Linked DNA regions of Mus musculus: region 2 is linked to region 1. A link is a contact called in public promoter capture Hi-C data. All regions are on one chromosome and are shown on one strand. The core of a region is the stretch at or near the end of the contact, and the rest is flanking DNA. Distances in the headings are between cores, read along the strand shown. Region 1 has its middle 150 kb from the start of Gm33599. Region 2 holds the start of Pcsk2os2 (proprotein convertase subtilisin/kexin type 2, opposite strand 2).

Region 1 (2,700 bases), core at 84-2,583:
CTAGTGAATTCCTGAGGTAGAAAGAAAAATCTGTTTGTCAGAATTAAGTCTCCATCAGCTTTCTCCAGTGGGTGGAGCTGTTTTTAGACTTGGGTGAGCACCTGTGAAATACTATATTTGACTCAAGATTGTGTGATCAACTACTGGGAGTGTATAAATTGACACATGTCTAAACGGTAATGAGACCATGGATAGCAAAAGCCTTCACCTGTCAACTCTTAATCCAGCAGGCAATCTTTCAGCATTATAAGTTAAAGAATACCAAAGCTATAAGCCAGAACTTATTTCAACTCAGTACTTTCAGGGGCTGTCTTGGTAGAAGTAGTAGGTGCACACCAGGGCCAAAGAATAAGTAAATAATAGGTGTGCTTTGCTATATCACTTTAACATCAAAACAGGAGAATTCATAGAACTTTCATTACAGGGCAATAATAATTAATGAGAGTAACCGTATGGTAGATTATGATTCATATATTAATATCAAATATTCACCATAACCATTCCCCTTTCAGTTTGTGAAGAGCAAGTCACTTGCCTAGTCAGTTAGCATTCAGAAAACATGAACTCAGGTCAGACATCTTTGAATATTGCATGGACTCTGTGAGCCCATGTAAATCTCTTCTTCTCAGATCTCACGTTCATTTCCTTCCATATCTACACCTCCTGCTGTCTCAAAAATACAAAGAATATTAGTGGTCTCTCTGATTCCTCTTCTTTCCCACCTGTCACCTATAGATCCATGACTCCACAATAAAATATTCTCCAATATTCCCAAGCTCAACTTAACATAGCAGTTTTAGGTTGCATTTTTATTGTAGGGTTGGGGGTGGAGCACAAGGTGTCACACATGCCCAGCAAGTACTCCAGTCTGAGTTACACACGCCGAGTCCTATGCTTAGCTGAATCAAATGCACTGCCTCTTTTAATACAGCTGATTTCTCATCGAATCATGACTACCAAGCTCCATGGAAAGTGAATATTGCTATATTCCTGGAATAATTCACACTTTAAAACTTTTCCCCAGAACTAATAAATGATATTTTGAATAAAATATTTTGGTTTAAAAAAAGATGTTTTTTTTTACTTAAAAAATGGTGTGCCTGGCTAATTTATTTAAAAAGTAATATGATATTTCTTTTTGTAAGTCTTTATCATAAAGTTTTAATTACAAATCTCAGCATGTAGTAAAATGGTAGTAAAAGAAGCCAATTAAAGTGGTCAATGTGGAAGCCTGGGATTCATCTTTTTCTTTACAAACCTCTCTATCGTCAACTCATACATAAACTGACATGTGCTAAAGCAGTGGCCTCTGCTTACAGGCTGCAAGCTGCCCACACATAAGCAGTTCATCTGCTGTAATTATAATACAACCAACAAATTCACAATGTGAAAATGATTTACAACAAAGAGTTCATGGTTTTTCTTGGAACTTAGACTTTGCAGTAATATTGAAGTGTCTACCTTGTAAAGAAGGTGGCTTTCTTAGAGGATGGAAATTCAAATCCAATGCAAAGAACATAAGACATTCGAAAAAGGCACATGTTTTTCTTACATGCAAGGCAGTTGCACGTATTTCGTGGGAAAATAATTGCCATGTTAAAATTACAGCTGAGTCATGACTGGTCGTGCATGAGCCAAGATGCAAGTTGGTGTGTCTGGCTTCACTCAGGGACAGTACATTGCAAGACCTCTGTAGAGTATAAGAAAAAGAGCCCTTTGTTCTCCTTTCCTGTGACTAGATGCTTTGAACAAACTCCTGCCTTTATATATAAACACAAGGCATTGAAAATTCATTCCCAATTAAATGTCACACATGATGGCCGATGATGGGCCCAATAAAATGGCCCATCAGGTGCAAATGTTCTGAGGAACTCACTAAGCCAAATGCTTGTGTTATGAGTACAGAGGTTGGCCATGGAATAATGAGCCAGTGAGCCACCAAGGAGTGCCATTTAACAGTGGTTTCCATCTGGTTCCTAAAGGAAAGCAGGGAACATTTGCTCCTCCCAGCAGAAGGGCTGGAGAAGCTTAGCTCTGCTTTGCTTCTCATCTGAAGATTTAGTCCCAGCTGTGTTGGAAAGCTTCTACTTTCACCAGCTTTTGCAGACCCCAAAGAGTCACTTTTAATTATCAGCAAAACTAAAAAGTTTTAACATGCTCACCATACAGATGCTTCTAATTATCACAACCTTCATGCCTCTACAGTCAAGTTTCCAAGGAAAGGATACCCATGCGAAGGTGGAGCTATTTCCATGTAGTCAATTTCATGCTATACTGCCAGCCCAGTCAAAAATGTGAAGTCACTGTTTGTCATCAGGAACATGCATGCGATTCATATGAAATGATGCCACACGAGTCTCTGCTCTGATTTGATGCCAAATGTTAGTATAACATTCATCTTGTTTATACCTATATTTTATAAGTGACTTCCAAATCTGTGATTTTCATGACTAGAAGTATTTTATAGGGAGCTGAGATTCAGAGGTTCTGGCACATTACTAGAGAAACAGCTCAGCAGCTAAGAGCACTGGTTGCTCTTCTAGAGGAGTTGGGTTCAAGTCTCAGCATTCACATGGAATGCAGATACGTCTATAACTCCCAGAGGACCTGACACCCTCTTTTGGTTCAACTAGGCACAGCATGCACATGGGACACAAAAATGCATGCAGGCAAAGCGCCTATAAACATAAAAATAAAATA
Region 2 (2,700 bases), core at 96-2,595, 450 kb before region 1:
TGTGCTATGCCCCATCCCCACTCAGTCTCATCAGCACCACAGAGGATTGTTGCAGATTGTCGCTAACTATTCCTAAACTAATTATTTACTCTTTCTAGTAGCAGTCCTTAGACGTGATTAATAATGGCGCTGAGATATAGTCATCGGAGCCAGCCAGAATGTTCCAGGCTACCTTGGATGTCTGTGTTCCCTTTATGAGAGAGAAGAACCTCACGAGTCCTGTCACCGTCAAGGTTCTCTCGTGTTGTCTGAATTCTTCCTCTGGTTGTCAGAGGAACGGAAGATGCTGGAGGATGAGATGCTGTGCTCTCTGATGGCTTGCTTGTCTGTTGCTTCACTCATCCTCCTGCAAGGACTGCATTCTTCCATCCACACAGTGAATCTCTGATTAGATTGTGCTTTAGCTGAGCTCCACTGACTGTGACAGGTGACAGATGGCATCCTCGATCCCCTGGACCTCAGAACCTCTTGTGTATGGTTACTTCCCAAGAGGCTGAAGGCTTCTCCATGAACCTGCTCTTTGGCTTTGACTGGTAGGGCACAGCCACTCCCCCCACCCCTCTTTTTAAATCTTAGCTCCTTTGCTAAGATAAATATACCTTTACTGTATGTTCTACGTGGATTTTTGATATCCCATGATTTTTATCGCTCATGTAGGTGACTGGCTTGAGTACATGGTCTGTACTGACCTTTTCTGGTTCTCGTTACACCTCCCTATTTGCTCCTGGTACTCACTTTGCCTCCCAAATAACATCAACTCAAATCCTGAATGTAGAGATAATCTCTTGTGCACTATGTTGACAATTCATCTGTTAATAAGAAGCTGATTGATCAGTGAGCTGAAGCAAAATTAGAAGATAGGACATCAGGAGGGGGGAGGGAGAGGAGGATGATTCAGGGATAGAGACAGGGGAAGAAGAGGTTCAGCCCCACACAAAGAGGAAGAGGTGGCATGTAACTGAGGACCAGCTAACCAGTCACATGGCAGAACATAGAAGAGAATGACAAGATTTAAGTCCTAAGCTAGTTAGGGAATGAGCCAAGGCTTTTGCCTAGGCACTTATTCATATATAAGAAGCTTCAAAGTTGTTATTTCGGGGAAGTTGGTGTAGGTGGAATGCTTGAGGTTACACCTGAACTTGAGTTCAACTCAAGTTCAGCTCAGATCTTAAACTCAAGTCTTGTCTCAGGGTTTGCTTTCGGGAGATCCCAAACTTACACTGTGTCCCAGTTAGGTTTCTATTGCTGTGATAAAACACTGTGACCAGGAGCAACTAGGGGAGGAAAGAGTTTGTCTCAGTTAACAATTTGTAGTCCCTCTTCCAGAGAAGTCAAGGCAGGAACTCAAGGCAGGACACTGGAGGCCATGGGGGACAGCTGCTTACCAGCTTGCTTTCCATGGTCTGCTCAGCCTGCTTCTGTCTAGCACCTACAGTGAGCTGGACCCTCCTGTATCAGTCACTACTTAAGAAAATGTACCATAGGCCTGCCTACAGGCCATTCTGGTGAAGCCATTATCTTGATGGTGGTCCTATCTTTTCAAATGTCTCTAGCTCATGGTCAAGGTAACACAAAACTAGCCAGCACAGGTAGAGATTAACCATGCAGAATCTCCGTTACCAACTTCCCAGCTATACTGTGAAAAACGCTTTAACTATAAACCGAATATGTACACTACAGAGTTAAAGAGGCAACAAACCAAGGGCAAAGAGGTCATTCTTTTCCTGGGATTCTGCAGACCAAACCCAGAGCCTTGTGATTGGCAGGAAAGCACTTGACCACCGAGACATGCCATCTGCTAGTCTCTTTCCTTCTGTCTTGCCTATTCTTTGATGCCTTTTCAAGCATTTACTGAAAAAAATTTAGAAGTGGCCCACTGACATTTCTAAAGATTCAAATAGATGAGGTTTGTGTGTGAAGCAGATGATAGGCACTTGTGAATGGCAAAGACTATGCCAAACAATGTGGGCACTGTTAAGAGTAGAGACCCATCTCTTCATCTCTTTCTCATTTCCATGGCTATTATATTCATAAAAAAGCCCCTTTGCAGAATGTTAATAGTCAAAGACAAATGTAAGAACTGCCTCTCAGTGATACTCACAGTCAGATTCCTGTGTGTGGATGATATCATCTTTCCCAGGTGGGTTTTTCTTTAGAGTAAGTCAAATAACTGATATAGAGGAGCCCTTTGCTTTTATATACTATGCTGTCACTTACAAAGCATCCCAAAACTGTCTAAAAAGTGTTATCTTGAAACAAAGCCCAGGAAAAAGTCAAATGAGAAAACATATTCCCCACTGCACGGTGCACTCTCCTCTCCAAAATATTTGCATGCTGTTGTCTGAAGGTAAGCCATGAAGATTTTTTTCTTCCTTTCCAGCAATCTTGGCATGTGATGCAGAGCCATCCCACTTGAGAAGGCTGTTCAGTTGCAGGCAGGGAGGTTACAGATGGAGCAAAGAGAAGGATCCAGCTCTGAGGTGTGACATTCTGAGGCATGGTAAATGACAGGAGCCGCCCAGGGATGCCCTGTTTCAATGAGATCTGCACTGCATATGTGGACAGAGGCATTTGTTGCAGACTTGCCTGACCCTTCCAGCTTTAGGTGCCAAAACACACCACATCCACTGTCATCTGGTCCTGGGTTGGAAGCATGCTTTTTGTCAATCATGAGGTGAGTCACGTGTTAAGAAGGCAAAC

What was found. Promoter capture Hi-C pulls out the DNA fragments that hold promoters and counts their contacts.
Region 2: a contact with region 1 is called in a promoter capture Hi-C map of hippocampal neurons, with 5 times the contacts expected there. The contact joins the promoter of Pcsk2os2 here to the enhancer-like site in region 1. A contact is called at or near these places in 6 of 39 promoter capture datasets (the 3T3-L1 cell line, cranial neural crest, embryonic stem cells and 3 more) and 2 of 484 Hi-C or Micro-C datasets (cerebellar granule neurons and nephron progenitors).

What each region holds. Positions count from the first base shown.
Region 1 is chr2:143,339,519-143,342,218 of GRCm38.p6, reverse strand. No RefSeq gene overlaps it. Among named protein-coding and RNA genes, the nearest start is that of Gm33599, 150 kb to the left of the region's middle. Within about 2 kb of position 1,333, at least 2 of the 459 cell types and tissues checked have an H3K27ac peak or open chromatin away from gene starts, as enhancers often do. A contact at or near this core is called in hippocampal neurons, where this site is marked.
Region 2 is chr2:143,787,831-143,790,530 of GRCm38.p6, reverse strand. It overlaps Pcsk2os2 (proprotein convertase subtilisin/kexin type 2, opposite strand 2), which reads left to right and starts at 1,345. Exons shown (of 3, transcript NR_040625.1): 1 at 1,345-2,674. The region is part of intron 8 of Pcsk2 (proprotein convertase subtilisin/kexin type 2); the gene reads right to left.